Linked DNA regions of Drosophila melanogaster: all the other regions are linked to region 3. Evidence: chromatin contacts called from public Hi-C and targeted proximity ligation data. All regions are on one chromosome and are shown on one strand. The core of a region is the stretch at or near the end of the contact, and the rest is flanking DNA. Distances in the headings are between cores, read along the strand shown.

Region 1 (4,287 bases), core at 1,147-3,646, 260 kb after region 3:
GTTGCGCGACAAGAATTTTTTCGCTTCAAGCGGTGGCCAAGAAACTCTACACTGAGCAAAAATGTGTCTACATTGTATCAATGTGGATCATATATAAAGTATGTGTTTTTTTGTTTTGCAAATAGCCCAAATAAATTAATGTTCTTACTTCATAAAATAAAAAACAATAAAACTGAAAGACGGGTAAGTTAACTTATTAATTTTCTGACATTTAAATTTACTAAACAAAAATATTTTTTAAGCCACATCCTAAAAAATATCAATAATTTTCCTACCAACGCAAGCTGAAAAACTATGTATGAAAGGCAGGCAGGCAGTGTAGGAAAAAATGGGTTTTGGAGTGGGCAACAAAAGGAAAATGGTGCCAAACTTAATGAAAATACCAACGCGTCGTCATTTTGGCCGCAGAGAGGCTGTTGCCACGCCCCCTCCCCCCCTCCACCGATCCGCTGGCAACTTTCCACCCCCCAAGCCCATCCATCTTGCATGCCATTTTCCCGTTCTACCAATATGTTATTTTTCATGCGTTTTAGACGAAAGTGTTTCAGCCCACTGTGCGTGAGATACTGTCTTCTTTTTTTTTACTATCTGCCCCATCTTTCGATTTATTGGCGTTTTTTGATTTCTTGGCCCATTTTTCAGATACAGTAGTTTCTCTATTGTTGTCTAGAAAGATTTCATTTAAAGGTTGTAGTTAATTATTGCAGGGACAAACAATAATATAATAAAGTACAATTTTTTTTCAAAATTTTGGATGTCCAAATTATTAGGTATACATATTTATTTAACTTTCTTTACCAGTTTTCACTGTTTTAAAATTCGTTGATTTCTTGCTTCATTTTTGTTGTATATTGTTTTTCTGCCGCTGCTGCTTTGGAAAATTTGCATATCTCGATAGTGTCAGTAAATTTGCATATTTAAGATAAATTTAAATTCCTTGCATGTTTTGTTGTATTAACATTTTTTTTTTGTTCCATCCAATTTCATTTCGAGTATTGTCCTTTCTGTCTGCTCCTGATGCTGCTTCTTGTTTGTTGGTCCTGGCCCATTCTTCAAATTTTGTCGTTGCTATTGCAAATTTATTGTTTGTAGGCTTATGGGGCGGTGGGAGTGGCAGTACAGGCTGTCTTCATATATGTATTTATACTTGGAGATGTTACAGTCGCGAGTCAAGTAATTAGATATAAAAGCTTAATTGTAAAAAAAAGTTGTTATCTATTGAAATGTATCAAGCTGGATAAAAATAAAATATATATATATATTTAAAATCAAAGTCGCCGTAAAAGTTTAAATGTTTATATTTTTTCGCCCGCTGCTGTCTGAGTGGTTGGGTTTTATGTGGGCAGTGGGCGTGGCAGTGCTTTACAATGCGTGGGAGTCGCTCTCATTTCGATTTTTTCAGTTTTAACCCCCTATCTGCTTATTTTTCGTTGTCGTCATCATGCATCATTTGTTTAGTCCCTTAGTCCTTTGTTATGTGCCAAAAGCTATGGGGCGGTGGGTGGTGGTTGGTGAAAAGCGGGCGGAAGGACGTGTGGTGTGTGTCGCCCTTTTATGCGACGCACTTGTTGAGAATATTAATTTTATTTAAATATTTCAAAATAACACACTAGATGCTGTTGCTGGCTTTACAGTTTTTGGTGCACACGTTTTTATTTTATTTTTTTTTTTATTTTGCGCCATTTGCGTAATGAACTGATATAATGGGATTGGGAAAACTGACAACCATGTGTATCAAATTTGAAAAAGGAAAGTTATATAAACTTAGCACTGAAAATAGGCTTTTAAAATGGTGATTTTAATTGGTTAAATCGGATCTTTATTTTTGATTAGTGACGAAATGTAATGACGAAAACTTTGTATGCAATGCATATTTTCGAATATTTACAATGTTATTTCGATTTTTTAATTAATAATCTTGAATTTTATTCCAGAAAATAAAAAAAATATAATGCATGAAATTAATAAAATTGTTATAAATAATACAGTAGAAACCCGAAAGAGTTTCGTTAAACAGCAAAGCGCAAGCTAATAAGAGGCAATAAGAAGAGAAATTTTCTAAGAGAGTACAATTTGAAGAGAAGAAATATATACAGTAGCGGAAAAAGGAGTATGTACACAGAATATATTTGCTACACGGCCACATATCCAACCCGAAGTTAAAGTTCTTGTGCTATTTTATTAAGACCTTTATTATTATGCTACTCGCCGCTGAAAATTCTTTTTTACACAATGTTTAAACTACATAGAGTAAAAGAAAATATTTAATATTATGAGTCGCACCTAGACTATTTTCCGCTACTGTAGATTGCTGTAAATTAAGCGAGAGAGCGAAGAGAGCATTGCCGGCAGAAAAGGAAGAAGAAGAAGCTCATACCATTGCCGATTGCTGTCGCGTTGCGCTTTCTTCGTTTTTTTCGGCTGCGCAAACTTATATTTTGTCGTTGTAATATTTTGCATAAATATATAAATTAAAACGCGTGACGGAACAACAAACAAATAACGAAGACAGCAAAATAAAAGGGCGAAAAATCGAAACGAAAACGAGTCGAATTACTTTCAAGTGCAAATAGTGTGCGTGGGCGTGAGATTGTGTGTGTGTGTTGTGTTTGTGCGACTGTGAGTGCGTGTGTTTGTGTGCAAAAAAAAAACAGAACGTGCAACAAGAAGCAAGAAGAAGAGCCATCAGCAGCTGACAAACCAGCAATAAAACGAAATTTCAATAAGTAAGCAACATTTAGGCAAAGCTAAAATCCAAAAGCAAATCGAACAAGAGGAAAAACTACCTTTGGAAGCCCCGCAAAGCAGACGTAACAATGGCAAAAGCAACAAATTTGCGGCTCTCAGCTAATTGAAAGCGAATGTTGTTGTTTTAGAGCAATGCACTCGATAAAAAATACATAAAGCAATGGCATAAAAATACAAAAATAAGAACGGCACAGCACAGCAGACGAAAAACAATAATACAACTGGGAAAAACGAAAAAGTCAAATGAGAGAAAGAGAGAGAGAGCAATAATTATTTAAATCTTATCGCAGTGCAAATTTATTTTTCACCTTTTGCTTTGCTCACTTGTTGTTTGCCGGTGCTCTTTCCACCCGCTCTTTGTTCTCTCTCTCTCTACTCTCTTTCTCTTGTGCACTGCGCTCTCCTTCTCTATTTTGCTGTCATTGTCCTTAAATAAGCAATAACAAAAAATAGCAACAACAACAAGTGCAATTGATAAAAAGCAATAGCGTAAAAACAATTGAATAATTTCCTCCGCATATCAATAAATTATTGTGTGTTCCTGTGTGTTTGTGGCTGTCTGGCGGCATATAAATAAATTTGCAAACCAAAAAAAATTGGCTGGCCTGTGCTGTGTGCTATTTTTAATGCCAAAATGCAAATGTTGCAACTGCCGCGCGGGAAAGAGACAGAAACAGTGCTAAAATAACTCGCTGAATGCTCCGTTGCAAGTAAAAAAAACAATTTAAGACGGGTGGTGCTAATAATAATCAACAAAGTTGCTAGTGAAATATTAATAACAAATTATAAGCACGGCAAAATAAGCTGAATATGGCACAGAATGCTAAAAAGAAGCAATAAAAATAGAGAGTGGGAGAGAGAAAGAAGAGTGCAGAGAACAGTGTTGCCGTGCGGCAGTCAGAGCAAACGGGTTGGGCTGTAAAAAAGTGGTAGAAAAATAGACGAAAAGTTTAATTAGCAGAAAAAATACTGACCTCATTTTATACATTAAAATATATAATCTTTGTTTTATTATTTAATAATAATAATGATTTAATTAATTACAAACAAACTGTCATAATTAATTTAGGTTGAGCAGTTGATCTGTATAAAAAATGGGGTCTAGTTAAGACTGTATCTCCAATTAATGCAAATGTTTATATCTGCAACGTCTTAAGATTATAGAATATTTACAATTATGACTCATTCTTTCTAATCTGCATTATCTCATTTACTCCCCTTTTCGCAGTCACAAGTCAATTTAAGAGTGCTATTAAGAAACTAGAAAAAATGCACCCACGATACAGCCCAGCCCCGCCCCCTCAGCAACAGCAACAGATGGGCGGACCGCCACACCAGCAGCAGGGCGGCGGGGGAGGTGGAGGCGTTAGCATGAGGGGGCCATCGAATGCCCAGCAATTGCCGCCGCAGATTCCGAGATCCCAGAACTATTCAAACGTAAGTCAAATACATATTGCATCTTTATAATACAGACAATATTAGAATATCTATTATTTAACTGAAGTGTACAGTTTTACGAAAATGATTTAAGTCTTAAAA
Region 2 (4,384 bases), core at 870-3,369, 410 kb before region 3:
TGACGTCGACGCGGCGACAAAAAACACGCTGCCAAGTGATGCGGCGCACAGCAGCAGCAGCAACTGGCGACTTGTGGCGCAAAAGCAACAGCAACAGCAGCAGCTAGAACCCAGCTTCGTGTTCGAGTTCGGCTGCTGCTCGTGGCTCCTCTGAAGATGTTGCTGCCACAGTGACTTGGGAGCCCACAATTCGGAGCCCCATTTGCAATAGAAATGAAAAGGCCGTTCGCACTCGTTAAAGTGCCAACATGTCCAGTTGCTTATCAGTCAACTCACTTTTTCCGCTTGTCATAAATTATGAGAACTGTTGCAGTTTTATGGCCGCCTTTTGTTTGCACAGCAGGCAGCGCACAGGCGAACACCCACACGCACACACTCGCAGATGCACACACACACACATGTGCACACTGAAAATGAATAATTCACTTTTATAACAGCACATTTTATTTCCATTCCAAGAAATTGAACAACTACACTGTTTTAAAATGTAAATTATCTTTTTTTGCTGTCGAATTTAATATTTCTGAGGAAGAATGCAGTCAATTTATGTTATTAAAAATGCAAATATAATGGTATACAGAAACTATACAATTATTTTATTTAAGATGCAGTTAAAGCATCAAGTATTTTCTTCGAGTGCTGGAATATTTAGTGCACATACGGAAGACTCACGCGTGGCCGCGACGATAACTCATCCAAGTCACGCCGTCTGCCGCGGTCTCCGGATCGGATCGTTCCGCCCGCCTGGTCTTCTGGAGTTCATCTAACAGCGGGAGGAGCCGTTCCAAAACCGCCCAGCACTTCCTGCCCATCCCTGTGGCCCTCAAAGCTACCACCTACCTTCGCCCAACGCTTTGCAAATAATTTTCGAAATGCAGCAACGCACGCTAGAAATGAGCTCGTTCGAAATCCAAACATTTTCACTCATCTCCTCACCTCTTTTCCCGACGATTTTTCCGCATTTTCCGCTTCCCCGTGCCCGAAAAAACTCCCTTCAACTCACTTATTCATTGGTGCGTGTTGGCAAATGCCAAACATTTTTAGATGCGACTGCCAGCTGAAGCTTGTAAATACTTTGGAGTTGTGCTAAAGTGGAGAAAAGATTTGCTGCCATCTCGGTTTGTATTCGCGGTATTCACTGTTGTTGTTCTTGCCGACGTTCTTCGCGGGTATTTGCTGTATGCGTCTTTTGCTAGCTGCGACTGGCATTTCAACGACTGAGTTCCAGAAACGGTTGAAAATGGGGAGTATCCAGAATGCGAGTCGAAAAACCAAGAGGGGTGGGGGCAAACATTTGTAATGCATTTTTAATTAATTTTTTGCCGCGTCAATGGGCTAAGTGGGCGGTTGGGGGCGTGGCTACTGGCGAAAGACAAAGTTGCCACTTTAGTTCACAGACTGAACTTTTTGAACTACAGTGATTTTCCTTAAACAGCTTAACTTTAATTTTTTTGCAATGCACATAATATTAAGTATCTATTTTTAACTATGCCTTTAAGCTGCTACCATCTTCAATAAAGGTGAAGCATAAAAATATCTCTTCTACCTCTTCAGTTGATTACTAACCATTGATTATTAACCATCTGCAATCAAACTCATCTTAGCCCGCTTTTTAAGCACAATTTTACTGCGAACACTTAATGGCGTAGTCATGAGTAGTTGGCAAGGAATCGTTAAAATCAAGAAACTGCTACTAACTGTCCGAACAGCACTAACCCTAATTGAGCCATCAATTAATTAGTCGTTCGAGGCATACTTGTTTATTTGCGGGAATAGTACTTGGAAAATTATCAATTTAAGGCGGCTCCCAGAAGTGGGCATTAAAAATTATGAAGCTTGCGGCCGTAAAAAAACGGTTCTTAGTTCGCCCCGTCTTATCATAAAAGATAACAAACCGCTGGCGAGTCGTAAACGGGCCCACTGTGGATGCTGGAAAGTGGAACGTAGTGCAGCTAGCCCACTTGCCATCCACAAACAATGTACGTGTGAATGGAAGGAAACTGGTTGCTGCTGCCGGCGTCGCTGTTGCTGCTGTTGCTGTGTTGCTCGTGTTGCTGGTGTTGCTGCTGTGTATGTTGCCTGGCCTATTGAATGTGCATCAAAATTTATGTGGCCTTTTTTAGTCGTTTGCGTTGAGTCAGCGGAAGCGAACGTCGTCGTCGGAGTAGCAGCAGCAACATCGCAGCAGCAACATTCGTCGTGTGTGCCGCCAGTTTCGGTTGAAAACTGCAAATGCAAAGAGACAGGTTGCCTGCCGGATTTAAGTTGCAGCCCATTTCGTAACAGTTAAAAAGTGTGTGTGCATAGTTTAAGCCATTGCGAAACCAGTGTTCACTAAAGTGAAAAAAAAAAATATCAAACAAACCAGCGACATTTGTGTCCCGAAAAAAAAACACGTAGATTAATTGATTTATGCCTGTGACCTTTGCACAGCACACCTGTTGCTTTCATGCCGAAAGGAGCTGGATACGGCAGTTATATAAGGTAATTAAATAATTATGCAATCAGCTAAGTTTAAGCTAAATTAATCAACTTAAGCAACTCGTGGGCAGGCATAAAAATGCAAATTAAATTGAGGAAGCCGGAGATTGTTACACTTTGCTGGCCAGACAGACGATGGAGAACATGTTCTGCGGTTGACTTTATTTTTCCCGTGGCGACTGTTCCTTCCTTTGGCCAAGCGTGAGAATATTCACTGGGCATTAATTAGCTGGAGAAATCAACATGAGGCCATCGGTTGTGGGACTTCTCGGCGGTGGTGTCTTGCATGTGATTGTGGCCAACTAATTGGTGGCGATCGCAAAGGAATCAAACACGCCATTGCCTGATGTTGTGTTATTGTGTGGGGGAGTGCGATTCAAATGGTATATGTATCTAGAGAGCCATAGAAGCAGGCATAAATCACACCCCGGCTCCTCTTGGCTGCATCCTCGCCATGTTGGCACAGCGGGGCACTAAACACTGGCCCACTCCACAGACTCATTAAGGTTTTAATTTACAAGTTTAACTCGAGATTTAAACACCGAGATTTATATGCGTGCCGCGCGAGGCAATAATCAACGGCAACAACCCGCAATCACGTACGGCAACAAACAAACGAACCCAACAGCAACATCGCAACAGCAACACTGGCAACACTTGCAACACCAACAACATGCGCCAGTGTCCACCTACGCAGATTGCTTAAACAAACCCTCAATGAGGAGGCCCGTGTCGGAATTGTGTCGGTCGGTAATCGAATATGCAACTCATGGGGGGAAACTTAACTTTAAGACAAAACATGACAACGGCAACAGCACAGGCAACACCAGTCAAGATGATCATTTGCGCAGACAGATGGACATTAAAATCATTTAGTCTGTAGAGCAGGATATTCACTTCAAAAGAAAATACAACTGGGAATAAACGTACTTTGGAATACACTATTAGGGAAAGTAAGGACATAAGGACATAATTAAAATATTAGGTCTATAAATCTAGATTAAATCTGGAAAATATCTCTACCCAGAGTTAGGGTAAGAAATAAACCAAAATTACAGCGCTGATTAAGCTCGCCCCAAAATGGGCTTTGGCTGATGCCTGACCTAGCACAACAGCAACATTGCAACAGCAACTGCAGCACGCACCTGCAACCTGCAACAGCCGCCAATCATTCGAGGATGAGGATGGGGATGCGGATGCGGATGCAGCGACGACAGCAACTCTCGGCCTGGACTGGAGCAACACGTGCATGTGATTTGGAAGACAAAAACCGTTCTAATTTCTCAACTGTCAGCTGAGAGAGGTCTCCACTTATCCCCCGGCAACTTGCAACTAGCAACTTGCAACCCCAACTCGTTAGCTCGCTGTTGCCATAGCAATTATGCAGCTGGGCCTCACAAAAGAAGGTCGACATTGCTGTTTGGCTGGTGGGTTCCGGCTCTTTGGCTCTGACTCTGGCTCATGTCTTCATTTTGGACTTTTTGCAGCAAGTACACATGTTGCTGGTGTGCTCGAGCAGCAACAACAACAGCAACAGCAGCAACGTTCTTTGTTTATTTGTTTGCATTGGCCAGCACTTTTGGCCTTTGGCGCTGGGATGTTAACCCTAAACCTGGCTGCCTTTATTAAGCCACCGCGACCAAGTCACTTGCACTGCACCACTGCATCACCGCACCGCCGCACCGCCGCACCACCAGCAAAAACAACTGCAATCTGGGTGCTTTTTTAATAGTTTTTCGCTGCAAACACGTTTTTGTTCGAACCCTCTGGTGTTGACGTCGCCTTTGGTTCTCCATCGTTTAGCCCCACCTTTCTCCTTCTCGCCACTAATTTGCACCGCTTTAATTTTTCCTTTTTATTTGCAACACTTGTCGTTTAAATGCAGCAACAGCAAACTGCAGCA
Region 3 (4,364 bases), core at 1,625-4,124:
CAAAAAAAAAAAAGAGAAAATTGTTTTGTGACATGTTGTTTATTATGCATTTATGTATGCTTTTTATTTTTTTATGATTTTGTTCACTCTTATTTCTTTATGATTTTTATCAACTTTAGTTCTTAGTTTATTTAATGTCTACTCTAATCACGATTGAGACGGAATATTGAATTGTTATGTCAAAAGAGAAATACTGAAATTAAATAAAAATTAAAAGAAAATAATTCTGGGCTTATTAATTATTTAATTGGAAAATGGGAAAACAAATCTACTTATGAGAGTGAAATCCTTAATTGGGGTGGCAGAATTTTATGAAAACAAGGATTACTTCATTTGGTTGTGCTGTCAATAAAAATCTATATATGTGGTAATGAACAAAGGATTTGCGTTAAAGAGTTGTTTTAAACTTTAAAGTTTGGTTTCAACACAAATTTGTAACTATTAGCCTCAGGTCGATTCAGGAACATATATGTACGAGTATCATTATAGTCGACTACGGAATACTTGAGGCGCAGTTGGAAAATGTGTAACATACCTTAAGGGCGTTTTCTTTTAATGTTTTTACTGTTATGGTACACCACCCTCATGACCTCCCTAACCTGGTTTTGACCTAGAAAGTCTTAGTTTTAAAATTCATTAGAATAATCAAATAAATAATAATTACTATGTTATATCAACTATTATAATTCTCCCTATCATTTTTAGGATTAAAAATCTGTTAGTCTTAAGTAACCAAGACACATTGTAAAATAAAATAATTTAAGCAGATCAAATTAAGTTGCCGCATGGGTAACAGTGCGTTGATCAAATAATAAAAACATCATCGTAATCAAATCTAAAAAAAAAAAAAAAACTGTTATGGTTACTGTACAATTAAAGTTTCGCCATTACTATGAGTTCGTGTTTCTACGGTACCTGAAGATGTTTAAGCCTAAAAGTATGCTGGCATTTGTGAAAAGCATGAAAGGCACCTCTTCATCTAGCAACAATTTTTTTCTCTTAAAGATTTTGTATCTCTACGCAATCTCTTAGATCGCAGCCTAATTTAAATTTATTGAACCGCACCCCTCACAGCAAGCAGTAAAGCAGGAATCCAATTTGGAAATTAAATCTTTATATAAAATAAGTGTAAATGATGTTAGAAAAGACTGGTGTTAGGCTCACACGTTCCCTATTTTTCCCTATTATCCCAGTTAAGGGGTAGTAAGTGTATATAAGATATGTTTAATAAATAATTTAAAAAGAAACATATAAATTTGAAACAACATACGATCAAACTAGGAATATGAATTTAACTGTTGATTTAAATTTTGCACGGTTAACTGAAGTCGAGTTATGCTAATTAGAATTGCCTGGTGTGTAAAATGGCTGTCGTCATTTGGCAAGAAAATTTCCCATTTGCAAATATGTGTAAGGCTCCTTTGCATGAGCAATCCGACCAGGTAAGGTCCTTGGAAAAGGACCTGAAATCAATAGACAAACAAAGAGAGGCCATGAAGCCAGAGTGAAATGGATAGCTTCTGTTTATTTTTTTTATTCTGATGTTTTTTCCCTTTGTTGTTTTGATAAGTATAAAATGGAGTTCATGGCAGTGAAATGCCTTTAAGCTTTGGAGGCTCGGCATAATTTTGCCCACAGCTTAAAGAAAACAGGCCTTAGATATTTCATTAGCATTTATTAAATTATTAACTGGAAATGTTATTTTTATAGAAGATGGAAGTCTCGTTGGCATCTTATTATTAAATTCTTGATAAGATGAGTCTTTACGAGCTCGTATCTCTTGTGCTTGTAACAATTTTACCTTGGATCCATGAGTAACCCAGTTGTGGGATAAATTTTACGACTATGTTGGGTATTTAACTAAAGAGTTGCAATACCCGCATGTCGCAAAATACGCGATACTTTTCACACATCGTATCTTTGACATTAGCTGTGAACTCTTTAAGTTGGTTTTTGCGTTCGGCTGGAGGTCGATTTTCGGGTAAACACAAATACACTTTTGAGATAATTTTCATGCTTTCTAGTGCGAGTCGGAACTAGAGTTTTATGAATGGGCTTACTACTTCACAGGGCCTTTAAGAATTACAAAATATTTGGCGGCCTATTTGCTCCACCACGATAACCGGCGATTATGCAAGAGGTTAGCACCACAAAAAAGTTAACAAAAACCAACAAAATGTCAAATAAGCTAAATATTTAGATAGCAAACTCTCTGTGGATAATTGGAATTAAAGATATACTAAGCCAACACGACCTGGCCAGCAGCGTTTTCAGCATTCTCATTCATTGCCAGATGGCGGGAAACTTGAAAGAAATGCGATCTGTGAACTGAGGGTAAATATTCAATGGTTTACCGGGGCGGGGCTTTTCACTGTTTTTGTTTCGGTTTTGTTTTTGGTTTTGCTTTGGCTATTTGTGTTTGTTAAAGTTTTGCAAAGGCAAATAGGTGGGTAAAATTAAACCCGGCTCACGCACTGGCAAGATGGGCATTTATTTTGTCACCTGCCTCGTGTAATTGAGAATATTACGCGTATTATTCAATAATCATAGATAATCGCTGGCAGAAAAGGTCTCATTGCGACTGATCAGAGTGGTTAGAACTCTTTAGGGCTGGATTCCCACCCGCTGAGGTGGGAAGTTACGCTGGAGTTTCGCTTTGGCCGCACCAACGTGTCGTATGAGTAATAAGCCCGAGCTTCACCTCAAGTGAGATACAAAAGTGCGACAAGTGCGGGAGTTGGGGGCTTTGTTTTGTTTTGTTTCTGTTGCGGATTGTTTGTCTCAACGACGTCGACAGCGACTTCAACTTGAGCGTAGCAACTCAGCCGGAAAATGAAAAATATAAATTGGCCCCTTGTCTGAGAAACAGAATTATTTAACGTCCAGCAACCGAGCCAAGCAGTTGTCTTGGTTTCCAAAGCTCTCTTGCCGGGAAGTCTACCGTTCCGCCGTATTCAGATTGTTTTGTTTTTAATATGGTTAAATCCAGTGTCATGTTCATCAAGCTATTTACCCTAATGGTGAGTGCTAGCAGGAATATTCAATTTGTGTAAACATCCTAAAACAAAAGCCGCTTAAATAACATTTTAGTTGGCCGTGACTGGAGCCTGGAGTGCCGCCCTCCCAGAAAATCAGGTGGCAACTGCGACCAGGACGACGACAAGTGATTTGGCAACCGCCGAGACTTCGGCCAAGTGTGAGTACTCCATATTGAAGTTACAACTAACAGGCTAACTCATCTTTTATCTCAAAAACCTTACTTATTCTTTCAAATAGTAATATGATTGCGTCATTGTTTTTATACCCATAAAGGTACTAGGTAATTAAAAATTCTTTGTTCTTCTTTACCTACGATCTTGTAGTGTTAAATCTCTTTGGAACTGGCTCTGGGTATCCGAACTATGGCTACAACTATAATCGTCCGAGCAACCCCTACTATCCCGGCTACAATACGAACTACTACGGCTCATCGGGATACTATCCCGGCTCGGGATATGGATCTACCACCTACTACCCAAACCAGGGGAGCTACGGTTCCTCCGGCTACTACCCAACTCAAGGCTATAACTATTATTCCACTAGCAGTTATCCGACCACGAACATTCTGGGTAGCCAAGGAGGCGGATACGGCGGATATGGTGGCTACGGAGGTAATGGAGGTTTTAGGCAATACTCAGGCTATTGGCAGCGGGATTATCAGGGTCAGCGGAATCGTGGATATGGCTACTACGATGATACAGATCGTTTGGGCCTGCCCATCTCGAGAGATCGTTCCTATGGTTCGAGTTCCTATCGTGGCTATAACTAATGATGTGCTTTTTGTGTCTGTTGTTATGGCATTTTTGTTACCGCTTTTGGCCTCTTCCCTCTTGACTAATAATAAAATACTTAACCATATGTCAAGTGCTACTAATTTAATGTGTAAGCTGTCGCTTTAGCTTGGCGCGTAATTAATTGCTTCTAGGTTACATTTCCATGAGACATTCAAATTACCAGCGGACACGCCCAATTGCACACTCAAATCTGCCCATTTGTCATTCGTTCATATTCATGCTCTCCAGTGCTGGTAAAAATGTGTGTGTTACTATCTAAATTCCTAGCCTAAATTGAAATGAATTGCACTTTTGCAGCTTCAACCTGAAAGTTGACTATGTATATTACTTGTTTGGCTGCATCGCGTTGCCGACTTTTCGACTTCATTCAAACCGCTCTTTTCATTTTTCAGGCTATGTGCGCAGCACTTTTGGCTAAAGCCGCCGCCAAGAACTTAACCGAATGTTACACTCCGGCACGCATCAAAATCAACACACAAAAAGATCGTTAAACTTATATAAGCAATTTATTAGGCAACACATCTCGGAAGT

The links. Hi-C and Micro-C count contacts between places; a contact is called where the count stands out from the background.
Region 1: a targeted proximity ligation map of the Kc167 cell line shows a contact between it and region 3, with 5 times the contacts expected there. A contact is called at or near these places in 3 of 107 Hi-C or Micro-C datasets (all in the S2 cell line) and 1 of 7 datasets of targeted methods (the Kc167 cell line).
Region 2: a contact with region 3 is called in a Hi-C map of the Kc167 cell line, with 1.9 times the contacts expected there. A contact is called at or near these places in 5 of 107 Hi-C or Micro-C datasets (the Kc167 cell line, the ML-DmBG3-c2 cell line, the S2 cell line and 1 more).

Annotation. Positions count from the first base shown.
Region 1 is chr3L:5,276,053-5,280,339 of dm6, reverse strand. It overlaps shep (alan shepard), which reads left to right and starts at 2,396. Exons shown (of 12, transcript NM_001259707.1): 1 at 2,396-2,726; 2 at 3,977-4,185. The coding sequence starts at 4,018.
Region 2 is chr3L:5,948,393-5,952,776 of dm6, reverse strand. Egfrap (EGFR adaptor protein) reads left to right here and starts at 2,119. Exons shown (of 6, transcript NM_001038902.3): 1 at 2,119-2,484.
Region 3 is chr3L:5,534,269-5,538,632 of dm6, reverse strand. It overlaps CG13285, which reads left to right and starts at 2,874. Exons shown (of 4, transcript NM_001259709.1): 1 at 2,874-3,020; 2 at 3,091-3,196; 3 at 3,363-3,650; 4 at 4,226-4,364. The coding sequence starts at 2,976. The coding sequence ends at 4,251. It overlaps frm (farmer), which reads left to right. Exons shown (of 8, transcript NM_001144417.3): 8 at 1-222.